Regions from separate parts of the Mus musculus genome. Here all the other regions are linked to region 3. Evidence: chromatin contacts called from public ChIA-PET, Hi-C and HiChIP or PLAC-seq data. All regions are on one chromosome and are shown on one strand. Each heading gives the region's core, a stretch centred on a gene start, on an enhancer-like site or on the middle of the called end of the contact. The rest is flanking DNA. Distances are from core to core; before and after follow the strand shown. Region 1 holds the start of Reep3 (receptor accessory protein 3). Region 2 has its middle 46 kb from the start of Gm51769. Region 3 holds the start of Egr2 (early growth response 2). Region 4 overlaps Jmjd1c (jumonji domain containing 1C). Region 5 has its middle 15 kb from the start of Gm51769.

The links. A called contact is a pair of places that touch in the nucleus more often than the background predicts. ChIA-PET counts read pairs in DNA pulled down with a chosen protein or histone mark. HiChIP or PLAC-seq counts read pairs in DNA pulled down with a chosen protein or histone mark.
Region 1: a Hi-C map of nephron progenitors shows a contact between it and region 3, with 9 times the contacts expected there. The contact joins the promoter of Reep3 here to the promoter of Egr2 in region 3. A contact is called at or near these places in 3 of 39 promoter capture datasets (the HPC-7 cell line, liver and pre-B cells), 9 of 484 Hi-C or Micro-C datasets (the C2C12 cell line, Sertoli cells, adipose-derived mesenchymal stem cells and 3 more) and 3 of 115 datasets of contacts at active chromatin or transcription factors (epiblast stem cells, memory CD8 T cells and pancreatic cancer cells).
Region 2: a contact with region 3 is called in an H3K4me3 HiChIP or PLAC-seq map of neural progenitor cells, with 13 read pairs. The contact joins the enhancer-like site here to the promoter of Egr2 in region 3. A contact is called at or near these places in 6 of 39 promoter capture datasets (the 3T3-L1 cell line, the C10 cell line, cranial neural crest and 3 more), 8 of 484 Hi-C or Micro-C datasets (the C2C12 cell line, CD8 T cells, bone marrow-derived macrophages and 4 more), 12 of 115 datasets of contacts at active chromatin or transcription factors (bone marrow-derived macrophages, craniofacial prominence, embryonic basal ganglia and 6 more) and 3 of 9 other capture datasets (adipose tissue, liver and macrophages).
Region 4: an RNA polymerase II ChIA-PET map of memory CD8 T cells shows a contact between it and region 3, with 52 read pairs. The contact joins the enhancer-like site here to the promoter of Egr2 in region 3. A contact is called at or near these places in 1 of 39 promoter capture datasets (pre-B cells), 4 of 484 Hi-C or Micro-C datasets (LSK cells, nephron progenitors, pre-megakaryocyte-erythroid progenitors and 1 more) and 1 of 115 datasets of contacts at active chromatin or transcription factors (memory CD8 T cells).
Region 5: an H3K4me3 HiChIP or PLAC-seq map of bone marrow-derived macrophages shows a contact between it and region 3, with 9 times the contacts expected there. The contact joins the enhancer-like site here to the promoter of Egr2 in region 3. A contact is called at or near these places in 14 of 39 promoter capture datasets (the 3T3-L1 cell line, the C10 cell line, the HPC-7 cell line and 7 more), 2 of 15 datasets of contacts at CTCF or cohesin (large pre-B cells and pro-B cells), 17 of 484 Hi-C or Micro-C datasets (the C2C12 cell line, the HL-1 cell line, the HPC-5 cell line and 13 more), 18 of 115 datasets of contacts at active chromatin or transcription factors (the NIH/3T3 cell line, acute myeloid leukemia, bone marrow-derived macrophages and 11 more) and 4 of 9 other capture datasets (adipose tissue, embryonic stem cells, liver and 1 more).

Annotation. Positions count from the first base shown.
Region 1 is chr10:67,095,314-67,098,494 of GRCm38.p6, forward strand. It overlaps Reep3 (receptor accessory protein 3), which reads right to left and starts at 1,675. Exons shown (of 8, transcript NM_178606.5): 1 at 1,477-1,675. The coding sequence starts at 1,508. It also overlaps a transcript of Jmjd1c not described here.
Region 2 is chr10:67,834,618-67,837,888 of GRCm38.p6, forward strand. No RefSeq gene overlaps it. Among named protein-coding and RNA genes, the nearest start is that of Gm51769, 46 kb to the left of the region's middle. Within about 2 kb of position 1,969, at least 30 of the 459 cell types and tissues checked have an H3K27ac peak or open chromatin away from gene starts, as enhancers often do. A contact at or near this core is called in neural progenitor cells and uterus, where this site is marked.
Region 3 is chr10:67,534,172-67,537,063 of GRCm38.p6, forward strand. It overlaps Egr2 (early growth response 2), which reads left to right and starts at 1,328. Exons shown (of 4, transcript NM_001373983.1): 1 at 1,328-1,359; 2 at 1,462-1,567. The coding sequence starts at 1,469. It overlaps Gm32255 (a long non-coding RNA gene), which reads right to left and starts at 2,009. Exons shown (of 4, transcript XR_380523.3): 1 at 1,083-2,009.
Region 4 is chr10:67,187,518-67,190,581 of GRCm38.p6, forward strand. Jmjd1c (jumonji domain containing 1C) reads left to right here. Exons shown (of 26, transcript NM_207221.3): 3 at 2,219-2,332. Among named protein-coding and RNA genes, the nearest start is that of Jmjd1c, 62 kb to the left of the region's middle. Within about 2 kb of position 1,709, at least 62 of the 459 cell types and tissues checked have an H3K27ac peak or open chromatin away from gene starts, as enhancers often do. A contact at or near this core is called in memory CD8 T cells, where this site is marked.
Region 5 is chr10:67,803,459-67,806,456 of GRCm38.p6, forward strand. No RefSeq gene overlaps it. Among named protein-coding and RNA genes, the nearest start is that of Gm51769, 15 kb to the left of the region's middle. Within about 2 kb of position 1,378, at least 50 of the 459 cell types and tissues checked have an H3K27ac peak or open chromatin away from gene starts, as enhancers often do. A contact at or near this core is called in the HPC-5 cell line, the HPC-7 cell line, acute myeloid leukemia and 5 more, where this site is marked.

The sequences.
Region 1 (3,181 bases), core at 425-2,924, 440 kb before region 3:
CTACGTGGTACTGACCTTTGTATTGGAGGTAGCGTAGCACTAAACATACTTCCTTTCACCAATTAAAAAAATAAAAATCTTATTTGATGAATGCAAACTCAAGGTGTTCCATAATTTTCCATCATTGAAAATGGTCTAAGAGATCAAAAGACAAACCCAGTTTTTTTAATGGGGCATTTAATTTGAGGGGCTAGGCCAAAATAGTGGAGGGACTTCTGGTAGGTTAAGAAAGTATGCCTGGATTATGTGGAAACCCGAAGACTGCCTTGGAAGAGGCAAAACATAATTTGAAGGCACCCGTGGCATAACTTTATTTATTTGTGGCTTTAAGATGAATACAAGAAGTTCAGAGGCTTTAAAGGACATTTTATGAAAGAGCAAATTTTGAATGCATTGCAAACTAGGTTACCTAGCTCACTTCCAAACGAAATAAAAGCAAGTTAAAAAAAAATTAGCTCCTTCTCCGTAGTGAAAATAATAATGCCCAAGTAATGTCATTTTCTCCCTTCAAATTATAAGCTAATCAGCGAGGCCTGTTAACCTCATATAAACATTTCATTAAGGTACTCAGATGACACTACTGCTACATGAATAATGAATTCCCGCCCCCAGGCTTTACCTAATTTATGGCCCTTTATTTGGTGACTTTGCTTTAGAGCGCACAGGGTAAGGTGAAAGATGGGAAGAGAACCGGTTTAACTTGTATTCAAATACCTTTGCAGATTAAACAACACATCTCAACTTTTCCCCCCTCCTCTCCCCATCCGCAGCTCTCGTTTGTATCACAATCAGTGAACTGAGGAGATGACCCGAACAAAGGGGACTGGCACCTGCGCCTTCTCCATTGCAAACATTTCTTCCCACCCACGGCCCTCCACGGTCAGCGTTTGCCCGACCTTTCTAGCGCAGGCTCTTTCCCAGGTCACCTCGGGACCCCTGAGCAAGACTCTGCAGCCCGGGCTCTGACACCGATCTCTCCTCCTCCTACACGTGACCAAGCGGCGTGCGCCGCGGACAGACACCGCAACGCGGTAGACCTGGTGACAAAGGCTCGGGCGCATCCGGAGTCCCGCCGGCCTCCCGCGCTCAGCGTCGGCGGAGCCTGCGCAGGGCGGTGCCGCGCAGCGCGGGCCGCGGGAGCGGGAGCCGCAGCCGGGAGCGCGCCGCGGAGCCGAGCAGAGCCCGCCGCGCGCAGCGCCGGGCAGCGGAGGAGCCGAGGAGCGGAGCAGCGCCTGCCGCGTAGCCGAGGAGCGGAGGGGAGGCCGAGGAGAAGCCGAGCAGAGCCCGCCGCGCGCCGGGGAGCGGCTCCACGGAGCAGAGCCCACCGCCTGCCAGTCCGTTCGCCCGCGCCCTGCTGCTCCCAACGCCGCCGCCGCCCCGGAGCCCCGCAGCGACTGGGACACGGGTGAGCAGGCCGCGGCCCGTGAGCTTGGCTCCGGCAACCGGGCCCCAAGCGTCTTCCCCGCCCGTACTTACACCACGGCTCGGGAGATCATCCAGGACACCATCTTTTCGGCCGATGGGCCGCTGACCGCAGGCCGCGCGCTCCCCGCTCGCGCTCCCCGGGGCCGCGCTGGCGCCCTCGGGAGCCGGCCCGGTGTGTGCGCGCGGTGCCCGGAGCCGCCCGGAGCCCGGTCCCCCGCCCGTCCGCCCCCGCCCGCGGCCCCGCCGGCCCTGCCGGCCCCGCCCCTGCGCTCCGCTGATAGGCGGCGGCTCCGGGACCCCGCGGGCGCTGCGCTCCACCGAGCTGCGCGGTCACCTCGCTTCCCCGGGCCGGGGGACTCCGGGCGGGCGGTGAGAGCGCGTGGGAGCCGAGGCCGGGGGCGGGGGAAGCCGGGATTGTGAAGTGTCTGGCTAGGTGCGGCTCCGGTGCTCACCGAGGCTCGGCAGCCAGGGCCTACCACAGGCCTGGGTTGGCACGGCGAGGCTCGTGGTGCAATGCAGGGGCCAAGGGAGAGCGTCGGGGGTCACGTTTGGAGTGATGGGTTTGCAGGGATGGCGAGGCTGTTCTGGGCCCCTTGGGGCACCTTTTCCATCAGCGTCAGCCAACTCCTGTCTGTCTTGCCTGCCCCACAGCCTAAAACGTGGACCCAGGATTTCCGACCCGTGGTGCTGTTTACAAGTGTCCTTATTTTTTTTTTCCGTCACGCGCGCGCGCGTGTGTGTTACCTCTTAACACTGTCCAAAATTTTAAGCTGACCTTTTAAGTTACTGTAGGTGTTTTTTTTTCTTGGTCCCCTGGTGGAAGCAATAGTAAAAGTTCTCTAAGCTAGAAAGAATAATGTCTGTAATGTGGTGTTTGGAGCCTTTAATTAAAGTCCTAGAAAATATGATGGCTCATTTTGGGACGTACTGTAATTTAATCTTTTTGTTCCCCAGTTTCCCCATAATAAAAAGAGGCTAATAATACTCTTGCTTACCTCCTGCTTTTCAAGGATGATGTAAGGTATTGCTAATTAATGTGTTTAGGAAGGAGTCGGATTTGCCTGGGATGGTATCAAGGGACAGGGATAGGTTACCATGAGTGCCTTGTAGTTCATGAGGCCTATAAATTAAGAAGAATTTTGGCCATGAAAGAAAGCAGCAGGGGAGGGATGGTGGTGAGCTCTTGTGATCCCAGCACTGTGGAGGAGGTGGAGGCCTGCGGGGTTTCCTTCCACAGAACCAGGAAGAGAAGTCCTCCGCTGCTTTCTGCTCTTCCGTTCCTTTTTTTTTTTTTTTTTTTGCTTATTTACATTAAGAATGTGTGTTTTTATTTCAGGGGCTGCGGTGATTGCGTTTGTCCTGGTTTATTTAGTTTGACCATTGTTCAGCGTTACTGGGGAGATGTGCTTGCCCTCTAAGCAGCAGTTTTTCTGGCACATACCTTCCTTGTCCTTTCATGTCCTTCCATGGGCAGAGCGGTCTTGTAATGTCTTTATTTACAGCCTTTCGTTCCTCATCCTTAACATATCTTTCCCCTCCTCTCTTTCCTGAGCTAAGGTGTGTTTTCGTGCCCTTGACTGAATTGCATCTTTTTCTTGGATGCTTTATTTCCCATTCTCTACCTTTCTGACCTCTTAAATCCCCCCCCCCCAATTCCCTGCCCCCCACCCTCCCTCATAATTTATCCCTTAAGTTTCTGGACTCCTTTCACCCCTCCGCATTTAGTCTCTTCTGCCTGTTTTGCAGAGGTGATGGC
Region 2 (3,271 bases), core at 719-3,218, 300 kb after region 3:
TGTTAATTCCATCGGGATTGAGGGGACTTTAATTTTTAGGAGTTAGCTCCAAGGCCTTGGAGTAGCAGACACGGGCAGGGGATATGGGTGGATGTGTTGTTGTGTGCCCCAGGAGGAAGGCTGGTGTGGAACCCTGGGAGGAAACAAGTCAGGACAGGCTATAACACCTGAACCTACTCTGAGGAGACGGCCAGAGTGTCCTCAGTGATGTCATCCTGCTGTGGAGTGGGAGGTCTTTCCTCACATGAGATCTTACACAGGAGCCCAACTCTGAAGTGCCTGCTTTCCCCGACGCTAACTCCTCCGTCTGCCTGGAGACAGCTGATTCAGTTCTACCAGATGGTTGTAAAGGGTCATGTGGGTGCTGGGAACTGAACCTGGGTCATCTGTAAATGCTTTTACAAGTGCTCGCAACTACTAATTCATCTCTCCAGCTGCCCCTTCCCATCACCACCTTGGGTTGGCTGTTTGGTTGTTGTCGTCACTTTGAGAGATGGTCTCTCACTGGCCTGGAATTAGCCAAGCAGGCTCGTTTGGCTGGCTAAAAGCCCCAAGAATCTGCTTGTCTTTGCCTCCCTGAAACTAGGATTGTAAGTGCAGGTCACCATGCCTAGCTCTTTGCTTGTTCATTTTCCTGTGGATTCTGTGGATTAAACTAGGGCTCGTACCCACCATTCACCAATAGATCTATTTTTCCAGGCCCAATATGAGCCACTTTGATTCTGCCATTTTTAACATAAAATTGAATATCTTCCAATGAGGCTGTGGCTTTCCATTCACCACAGATTCTCTTATTTCTAATTGTTGGCCTCTGGCTAGACTCATATATTTATGATGCCTGCCAGGTCCCAGGGGCACCTAGATTCATGGATTCCTGGTCTGAATGTAAAGCCGAGATGACTCTGGGTTTATCTGGGTAATGAGAATTCACACACACACACACACACACACACACACACACACACACGTCTGTGCTGTCCTTGGAAGTTTCATACAATCAGAGGTCACATGCTTTTAGCTTTATCTGTACCTCTCGTGGGGTATACAACCCTCTGTGCTGTAGCATTGTTTTGCAGTGTTCACTGACACATGTCATTATAGCCATCCAGACAAACGCTCAGTGAATAGCCTTTAACTTTTTCATGGCTTGGATCAGCTTGCCACAATGGTCCAAAGAACAAACAATATTCATCCATCTCTATCATTGCTGTGGCCCCTCCAGACATGCTTGCTGCTTGCCTCTGGAGACGAGCAGATCAGACAAGTTTGGTGATATTTTGATTTTTAAAAAATTAATTTAGGTACAAGGAGTCTAGAATACGTGAGTCTCTTTGTAAAAGAATCCTCCTTTTGGCTGAAGCCCTGCTGGGGTAGGGAACAGGAGAAGGGAGTTTGGACACGTTTTTTTTTTTTTTTTCTTTTTCTTACTCTGCCTCTTCCAGCCTTTGTCCTGTGGCCTGTCTGATGAGTTGCTTGGTCCAGCAACAAAGCCCAGCCCACCTGTCTAGGTGATGGCCCCACCTCTTGGGAAACCTGGGAGTTTACCAGAACCTTTCCATCTCTGAGCCAGAAAAACGGGCGTCACCGTGGAGGTCGCAGCTGGTCTGCAGAACTGATGATAAATCATGGAGAAGGCATGATTTAAAGAAGGACCTACAATATCGCTTCCCAGGCCAGAGACAGAAATGACATTCACGTGCAGATTGCCTTCAAACCCTTCATCCAGATCAAACCTTCTTTGCCCCCTATTAAAGATCGTATACGTCGCCTCGCCCCGTTTCTCTAAACTATCTCAGTTGGCGCATGTTTATCCGGGTGTGTGTCCATCCGCTCCCGCGCCCATCTGGGTGTAATTTTCCACCGTCTCCTCCGCGCGCTGCATTTTCTTCTTTAATTCCCTCCTCTAAACCCACTTCTGTGGATCTTGCCTTCACATTATACCACTGAAAGGCCCAGCTGGAAGGAAGTGCCTCTGAATGGAGTCCAAGAACGAAACAAAGACGATGGGAACCAGATGCCATTTTGGTCATCTCAGTGTGAGTCACCGTTCCTCCTGGAAAGTGCCGATTTCAATTCAATCGGCATTTCATCTTGGGCTGAGCAGACAGAAGTCCTCCCTCCGCACGTGGATGCTCCCACAGTCCTCACAGGGCCGTAGATCTGAATTTTGTATCCTGTGAGTGTTCATAGAACTAGCAATAACGGATAAATATTTATTAGGGAGGTTTGAGATCCAACATAAGATGGTCATTTCCTTCGCGGGTCATTTGCCCACTCTGATTCCAGCCTCAGCTACTGTCCTGCGCCAACCCACCCTTAGGGTTTGAGATGGAACACAATAGTTTGATAAGAATATACTGGTTCATATTGTTCAGAATTAAAAATAATAAACAACAACAAGACACTACCGTCCAGAGTCAGGTGATCTTCGTGTATAATATTTCCTATTCTTAAAATGTAATTTCAACTGAGTGCTATGTGTAAATCACATTAGCCCCAGAGTTTGAATCATTAATTCTTTCATGCAGAGAGACAAAGACACTAACAAACACCCAGCTAATGTTACTTCCAAAACACTAAAAAGCTGAAAGACACACACAACCCTTTTCTTTTACAATGGCCTTGAGAAATGACTTTCAAAGCTCTTCTGGAAAGAATTCCATTAACACAGTGGCAAGGAGAGGCAAATGACACTGGGGTGACTTGGGATACAGTGAGACTGTCCAGCAGAGAAGACGTTTGCAGCACAAGCCTGAGGACCAGGATTCGATGGTCCCTGAAACTCATATTAACGTGGAAGGTCTTCGGCCAGAAAGTTGTCTTCTGATCTTCTGCGTAAAGTGGGACACCTGTGCCCCCTTGATAATCATACTTTTAATAATTTAAGTATAATTACTATATATGTCATATATGATATATATTTATGTATATAATGTAAGAGTATATAAGTATAATTGTCATACATGTGACATATATGTATATACGTGTGTGTATATGACATATATGTGACACATATATGACATATATGTGACATATATGACATATATAATAATTATACTTAATTTTACATATATATATACATATATATGACAAAATCCAATGTCATATAAAGCCTGGTTCATGTAGTTATGCATGTGTGCACACATGTGTCCCTGCATATACAAATTATGCACGAGTCCAAAACAATGTACTATGCAAATACATTTGTCTACACTTCCTTTGAAAATTCTGCTGGAGTATCTGTAAAGACAATAAAAGAGAAACCAAAATG
Region 3 (2,892 bases), core at 78-2,577:
GAAAAAGCAAATGAGTCTGGCAGCAAATTGTTCCTGACTTGATATCTTTTGGAGTGTCTTATTCACATGTAGTGACAACTCTCTCTCTCTCTCTCTCTCTCTCTCTCTCTCTCTCTCTCTCTCTCTCTCGTCATTTGTTTGTTGCATTTTTATCTAAACACTAACAGTTCAAATGCTCCAAAGTAGGGAATCCTGGTCTCACCTTGGTATTCCACTCCCACATCTCAGGGTTCTTCCTCTCCGTAGAACAGAATCACACCCCCTGCCTTCCTCTTACCCCTCCTTGCCTCCAGGAAGGATACCATGGGGTTGGGTTCTCTTAAGACAGCAGCATTAATATGCTTGGTCATTCCTTCCCTGGAACAGGTCTGCAGAGTCGCTACATTGGAATTCTCCCTCTCCCTGAAGGGGTCTGTCTGTAACAGCCCCCTCTCTCTTGCCTTGTAGCCACCCTCTACTACCACCTCAGCTTCACTTTCCTCTGAAATGCCAAAGCAAGATGAAATTGATGAAGTCGGCGTGTTCTTCCCTAATGGGGTGAGCCAGGCTTTCTGAGCACCCCGCATAGTGACCAGGGCAAGGGACTTGGATCCTGAAGACCGGGCAGCAGATTTGAACTGGACCACCAATCACCAGCTGCGAGACTTTAGGCAAGTTCTTTTAGCTTTCCTGAACTTATCTGTCTAAGCTCGCTGGGGCTGGCTTGAAATATGTGCTCTTGATTTTGTTCCATTATCTACGCTGACTACATTTAAAGGTTTGTACTTTTTTTTTAAAGGGGGGAGGAAGAAAGTGGGGTATGGGGGGGTAAGTAAGGCTATCAAAGACTGGTTCTCCTCCGATGTTCTGGAAAGGCTGAGAGAGGGACTGGCCCCGGGCATCCTTCAGAGCCTGGCCTGCCTCGGGGCAGCTAGCCTCTATTAGCACCTGCCTCCCCTCCCCCATGTTTAGCCATAGCTGGGTCCAGCGAAGCTCTTAAGGGTAGGTGAGAGAGTTCTTGGAAGGCTCAGCTTCCACAGGGTTCCCCCCCACCCCTCTCCCCCTTTCTAGACTCCTTGATGGTATGGAACCACTTCTCTTACCCCCACTGTCCTCCTCTGCGAAGGTTGGTAGCGGCAATCCGCCAGCTTCCCGCGCTCCAGTCAGTTCTACCATCATCGGGCGTCTTGCCCTGGGCTGGCTTCCCTGCTCCCCATTCTCTCCGCCGCCCGGGAGCTCCCCCTCGGGGCGGCGCGAGGCGGCAGCCTGCGGGGTTGGCGACAGCGCGGGGGAGAGGGGCGGCTGCTGCAATCCTCCCGCCCACGTGCACCGACGGCAGCGAAGCGCCAGCAGTCGCCAGGGCCCGCGCCTCCCGCGCGGGTGGGTGCTTCACCTCTGGGGCTGGTGGGGGACCCGTAACCTGAGTCCCACCGCCGGGACCTCTATTTGCATAACCCGACCCCCCATTTCTTCCCTACCCAGGCTGGAGATGAGAGTCGGGCTCCCCACCGAGGCGTCGTCTTGCCTGTGGTCAGCGCGGGGGCCGCGGGACTGGCCGGAGCGCAGGCGGAGCGGGCTGGCGCACGTGGTAAGAGCACCACTATTTCTTCCTTTTCTCCCCCCTCTCCCTTCGAAACAGGGCTTTGCAGGGTTTTTAAGAGGGTGGGATACCCACAGAGGTTTCGCTGAGCGTTCTCTCCTGTCCCCTTTGAATTTGATCCCCAATTGGAAAGGAGATCGCGCGCAGAGCACGATCGAGAAACTTTCCCAGATAATGCTTTTGGGCGTTTGAAGTAATGGCGAGGACCATTCCCGGGAGAACAACTTTCACGGTTGGCACGAGGAGAACAGCGCTGCTCAGAGAGCGGCGACAAGCCGGCTCCTGGTGGCACTGGGGCTCCCCTGACCACCGTACTCCAATAGGGCAGGAGCCGGCGCGCTGCGGCCGCGGGCATCGCAGGTGATGGGCGGGAGAGCGCCTGCAGCGCCGCGCTCCCTCCACGGCGTGGCGCCGTGGCTCCTGCCCGCTGGGGATCCTCGCTGCTCCGGGTAGCGTGGGTCAAGAAAGAGAACAGCCTAGCCCGGTCTGAATCCCTTTTCTGCGGGACTTTGAAGCTGAGAAGGGCAGGGCAGTTTCCCAGCTTGCGTCTGCTATCCCAGGCTACGTAGATCCCGGAGCCTCGGGCTTGGGTACCCTGCAGTAGCCAGAGCGCATCGGAAGAGGGCTGGGCGCGTGGGGAAGGTGGGAACCGAGTGTCCGGAGGGCCAGCAGTTTTAGCTCTCTTAAAAGTTTTTGGTCATTTAGCAGGAAGCTTTCTCCTGGAAGGGCTTGTTTATTTATTGACTTATTTATTTGCCGGGGAAAACACGTGTGGGGGCCATGGCTACCAGAAACTGTGCCATTTGTTGTCACTCAGCGCAGAGGAAGCTCTAAGCAAGGGCGTGGGGGGGGGGCTATTCCTGGGGTAGACCTTAGGCGCGGGTGGTAGGATGCACCCCTCCCCGTGGGGGGGGTGCGGGGGGTTGGTGAGTTGTGAAGATGAAGGCAGTGTCTTCCTAGGATATCCTGACTGTCGCCAGGCAGGCAGGCGCACACACGCGCGCTGTCAAGAGGGAGGAGGTGTGTAGTGTGTAGCGTAAGGTGTGTTGAGTGGGTTTGTAAGAGGGCAGCGGAGGAGGGAGAGTGTGTAGCGGAAGTGGAGCGAGCGTGGTGTGTGTGTGTGTGTGTGTGTGTGTGTGTGTGTGTGTGTATGCGCATCGGGCAGGGTGAGTGTCCAAGCCTCCATCTGGTCGCCCCCACGCAGCGGACCGCCCAGACACGCCGGGAAGGGCGCCCGCTCTGAGCAGCAGCTGGAGGGGAGGGGGCGGGGAGAGCGCGGGCAGAGGGAGGGGGCGCCTCCGGCCGAGGATCTT
Region 4 (3,064 bases), core at 459-2,958, 350 kb before region 3:
TTAATTTTTGATGTGTGTTAAGTACAAAAATTACTATGGTTACATAGTTGATTGCCACTTTAAGAAATCATGGTTTCTTTTAACTGCTTTTCAGATTTGTATTTAATATATCTTAATGTTTCTTTAACAGGCACTGTAGAGCACCTCTGGTTGGGGAGGGTGTTATGTGAGGTTTAAATGGAGCTGTACACGGGGTCACTTGTAAATTAGCCTTTCTATTTGTCATACACATTTACTAGCCAGATTTTACCAAGGACTGTCAACTAAATACCTTCAATTTTGAGGAATTGTGTTATCTAGAAATTAATCCTCTTTCTAAGTTAACTGGAGTAATTTAAATTATGTTAAGTTGGTGAATTTTACCCCTGAAGCCGGCCCACCTTGCAAAAAGGGCTCTGGAGAAGATCTTCGCAGGAATGTTTTTGATATTATAAAATGACTGGGGCTTAGGAGATGCAAAACACCTGTATTATTTGCATAAGAAAAAGGTACTTAGGGCTAATGTTGCTAGTGTCCAGTCCTGCTAAATTGAATTTTATCTTTAGCCAGTCTTTTTTTTTGGGGGGGGGGGGGTTATCCTTGATGCTTTGGCCTGAAGTGTTTGGACAAGAAACAGAAAATGTCCAAAGATTGAAAGTCCTTTTGAGAAGGAGCCAGTGTTCTCTCATTTACCAATGCTAAACAAGTAGAAGTATAATATGAAAATTTTTCATTGTAGAAATACGCTAACTTGATAGCTATCATGTTAACATATTTCATATAATCAGATAACATGAACTCTTAAGCGAGTACATTCTCTTATAAAAAATGATAGAATTATATGAAATATTAGGAATCTAGGCCCAAGAAATAGAAAATATTGGTAGCAGGCAATGATAGATGTACAGTTAGTGTGGGAATTTTCTATTTTGAAAGTTAATTTCTCACACAAAGTATTTTGAACATCTAGTACTTAAAAGGTTAGGCTGGGACACAGTAGAAAGTTATTCTAACTAGGTTCAATTATCATAAATGTTAAAAATAAATGGAAGAGACAGATTTTGTTTGTTTTGGGGATGGTTCTAGAGATACATACTGTAATTTTTCAATTTTTTTTCAAATAAGGAAAATGTTATTTGCTCAGGAATATTAATTGAATAGAAATGAGATATGTTTAAAATATACATCCTAATGAATCCACTTAACTCCTGGTAAGAATTTCTTAAGTGTAGAAAATTAGCTCTTTGAGAACCCCTTCAAACTGAAACTTTTTTTGTGTAATAACCAGAGTATTTTGTATTTCTTTAAGACATAATAGCTACAAGACAGGGTGGACAGGAGCACCAACAGCTTTGGAATCTGGGAGATACGTACTGTCTTGGTCAACAGTGTTGTTTTGTGTCCAGATGGTACCCAAGTTGCCTTGTCATGAGGAAATGTTCTTTTGGTACACATATATGCAGTTTAGAAGCCTAGTTGTTTAATTGCATTTTTCAGATTTTGATTCTTTCTTAGGAAAGCCACACTTTTTAAGATGGTAGAATTTTCTTTTCATTTTAAAGCTTTTAGAACAAACAGTAGTAGATACATGAATACATTTAATTTTGACTGACTCTGACTCTGCTAAGAATGAGAGTGTGGTGATAGTCATTTAAGAAAACAAACACTGTGCCCTTGTTTCCTTCCTCTAACTTTCCCACCTCACTGCCTGCTGTGTGATCTCAGACTTGCTTTGTGACAGTGCTAGCTAGAGACAGGACAGGGCTGGTGGGGACTGCTCTTCCTCACTGGTCTCTCCTGCTGCCCTCTGCTCTCATTGAAGTAACTGCATCTGTAGTTGTTCTGGGAGCAAGGCAGGGGTGGGGTAAGGTCAGATGCTTTCTGCTCAGTTAAAATCTCAGTATGAAAATTAGACTAACATCTCTAGTTAGGAGTAAACAGGGGTGAATGTGGTTGACTTCTTTTCATGTTTTCAGGGTTAAGCAGAAACATACACGTGTGCTTGGTAGTCTTTCAGAAATAGTCTATAGCATGATACAGTATAATTTCCAGCTTATTAATTATGGTTGTGTTTAATTATTTTTTAATGAATAAAAAGTATTCTATGGTTTTAATAAAAACGTTAGGTTATACCATTATGACGACCTTATTGAACCATTATATTGCCATGTACCCTTTGTATAACACTTTGAGGATACAACCAGAAAATAACCATTAGAACTTTTCTCTTTTTTGACAGACCTTCAAACCATTGGTTGAAAATAGTATACCTAGTTCTATCACTGCAGTAGAATTCCTTATAGATAAGCAACTGGATTTTTTAACAGAAGATAGTGCCTTTCAGCCATACCAGGTAAGGAACTGCACACCAATTGTTCATTAAACTTCATTCATATTCAGGGCATTCAGTATATTTTGATTATAGCATTACTTAGCAATAAATTTGTGCTGGGACTTTGTTGTGAGACAGGAACACTTTGGCTATAGCTAGGATTACAGGAGTGAACACAGCTTCCTGTTAGAGGAGAATTGTCTAGACACCAGGGTTACTTCTGTTCATCTTTGGCTCAGGGCTGCACCTATCTATAAATGTATTTGAGGGTTTGGTTTTGTTTTGCCATATACTTATTTGTTTATGAGGTTAACTAATTTATTAGAGTAAGTAAATGCATCTTGAGGGGAAATAGGTTTTCCAGTAGACAAATAGATTTAAATTATGTAAAGAAACTCATCACAACTATTAAACAATTTGTGGTGATTCATATCTATGATCCTGGGACGTAGGAGGCTGAAGTAGGAGGATCTCATTCAGGGCCAGCCTTGCCAACATAAGAAAACTGTCTCAGAAAGCAGAAAAGTGTGTTTGTGGGGGCAGGAGGTACTGGCTCTGGAGACATGTGTCAGCAGCTAAGTGCTCTTGGGGCTTTTGCAGAGGCCTGGAGGAGTTCCAAGCACCAACAGGAGGCAGGCAGGTCACAACTACCTATAGGCCAGCTCTAGGGGAGCTGATGCCCTCTTCTGGCTCTGGCTGGTTCCTGGCATGTGTAATATATAGACAGAGACATGCAGATGCTGTGATAAGTAA
Region 5 (2,998 bases), core at 128-2,627, 270 kb after region 3:
GGATGAACACACACACACACACACACACATGCACACACGCATAGGCACATACATATATACCTGCACACAAATGAAATAAATAAAATATAAATCAAGAAATAAGAGCTTTAAAACGCAAATAATTGGAGCTTGAGATTGGGAAAGGAGGTGTTGGCTTTGGTGTGTGCTTTTTGGCAAGGCAGACCTCTGGGGCCTCTGTCAGCATGCTGTGAGAAGCTCTCACTCCAAGGTCTTCGCAGCGTTATGGAGAGCCAGCGCTTTAGTTAGAGCTTTGCTTCCTCTTGACCTGGGTCAGGGGATTAGTAATGGCTTCTGACTGGCACTGGTTGGCCACACTGATTCAAGATAACCTGGCTCTCTCTCTATCAGCATCGCCAAAGCCACCATCAAGGGCTTTTCTAGCTCTGCCATAGACTTCATTTATAACCGACACAAGTTCAAGGGTACCAGCTGGTTCTGCCAGGGCTTCTGTCTTTTGGTGCTCCAGGGATGTGAACCCTCTTTGCCTACCACAATATTCTTTTAACTATATAATTTTGGTTCTCAAGACACTTGGAAAGTGTCAGGATATGTGGCACATCCTAAACCCCCGAACACGGTGCTGGGGTGCGACACACCCTTCCCCCCTGCCCCCTGACACCCGGCCCGTTACCCTTGGTCCAATATACTGCTTGCTGCTAATGTTTTCCATGTTACCAACCTTGCCCACAGGGCAATAGCACTGACACTCTCCAGTGTGGCAACTGGAAGTGTCCCTAAAACACCTCCTGAGCCACACTCTCAGGTCTTGGTCTTTTGAGACAAAGTCTCCAGGGGTAGCATAGGCTGGCCTTGAATCCAAACTCCTCCTGCCTCTGCCTCCTGAGTGCTGGGATTACAGGCTGGATGCTACTACACACAGCTACTTCCGTTTTACGAAGCCCTATCTTACCATACAAAAATCTTCTGGGAGTCCCCACTGGACATAACACAGCAAGAAAGTGAGAGAGAAAAGCCACTTGCCAAGACTCTCCATGTGGAGACTCATAGCCAACCAGGGATGTCCTCTGGGTGTGGAGGGAGAGTAGGAGAGCCTTGCTGAATGGGTTGGTGAGGGGCTGCCTTTCTTCTTAGTGGGAGGGGAGGGGGGTGTCAGGGATGTGTCTGTGTAATGGGTGAACTTGGCTTGGGGTTCTTCTCTTCCAGAGTACTTACCCCCGGAAATACTGGGGGAAGATGGAGGCTTGTGCTGTCTAGGACCCCGCAGAACTCAAAAGGCCACAGGCCCAGAAAAAGGAAGTAGTTGGAAATAATTAAGAAATCTAAGCAGAAACGGTTGCAGGAGAGAGGGCCTCAACGGCTCTCCTCGACCACATCCGAAATTTGCTTCAAATTGTTATGCAGGACAGTAATTGTCTCCCGGGAGGCAGCAGGCAACTGGGCGGGGCTGGCCTCTCCTAGCCGTCCACGGGCAAAGCCCCTCATAAATACTGCATGTTGTGAAACCAGCATTTTCTCTTCTTGCAGCGGGTCACTCCAACGCTCCTCCTTTAATTAAAGAAATGTGGCTTACCAAAAAACAAATACCTCTTCTCATAAAGATTAGATGCAAAAATAAAAAAAAAGAAAAAAGAAGAAGAAAAAGATTCTACAGTGGAGACATGAACCTTCAAGAAGACATCCATACAGAAACTGTGATTGGCAGATGACTGTGTGATTCCAAGAGTCAACATAGCACCAAGAGTCCCAGATCTCACTCAGCTGCCCTGTGACACATTGCTTCTCTGAAGGTCCACGGCTGGACTGGGGTCTGTGCACCACCAGGGCTCAGTGTGGAGAGGTTTGCTTTGCCCGAGCTCTCTTTCTGCACCAACCCTGATTTGGTACCTAGTCCTCCCAAATTCCTCCCAGAAGCATTTTCTTGTGTGTGTGCCATCTGGTGGATTTTCAAGGGAATTGGCAGCAGGCTCCAAAAAAAAAAAACGTTCCACCTCTGAGGGTTCTGATCTTTCCAAGAGTCTCCGTGAGGTCTCTGCAGGCCAGATCCACTGAGTTTTTTCTGGTCAATTCCCATGTGCCTTCCATACATCTGTGTGTGTGCGTGCAAGTGTATGTGTGTGTGTGTGTGTGTGTGTGTGTGTGTGTGTGTGTTGTGGTGCACAAGTCGTGTGAGTGTTCCTGACTATGCAGGTGCATTTGGAGGCCAGAGGTGAACATCTGCTGTCCTCCTCTGCCACCCTTCGCCTTACATTTTGAGACACAATCTCTTACTGAGTCTGAAGGTCATCACTGAGGCATGGCTGCCTAGCCAGCAAGCCCGAGAGACCTGCCCTTGATAGCTCTAAGATTACAGGCACGCACCACCACATCTAACTTGTACCTATGGGCTGGAATCCAAACGTATGTCCAGCGTCTGCCAGCCAAGCCCTTGGGCCACCAAACCATCTATCTCCTCAGCCCTGACACAGACATCTATTATGACTTTTGAAAAAAACATCATTCAAATTTTCGAATGAATGAATCAAGCAGAAAGCATATGATTTGGAAGGTGCATGCGAAGAAAAGGGTCTCCCAAGCTCTTGCTGTAAGAAGAGCAACCTCCATTCATCCCGAGAACTCCAGGATTATTCAATAAACGTTTATAACACTATACTCAACACACATTTATTGCATCATACTTAACACACGTTTATTACATCAGATGATGCTCTGCACTGGCTTATTTTCTTTTACACTTAACACGTCTTGGCAAACGTTCCCTGTCAGTGGGCATCTCACTGATCTGGACAGAGATGGCGTGCACTTTTGAGACCACAGTGTGGCTTATTTACTCAGTCCCCTCCCTTTCTATGACTACCTGGGTAGGTTTTGATCTCTCCCTATTTCCAACAGTAAGATTCGAGTTCATGTGTAGGATGAGGCCAGGCAGCAGAATTGAGACATCAAAGTCCTTTGAGCCGTGTGAACAGTGTGTAAGTGTGCCCTTCGCCTGTTTTGAAACACCACTTTATCTTTGCCC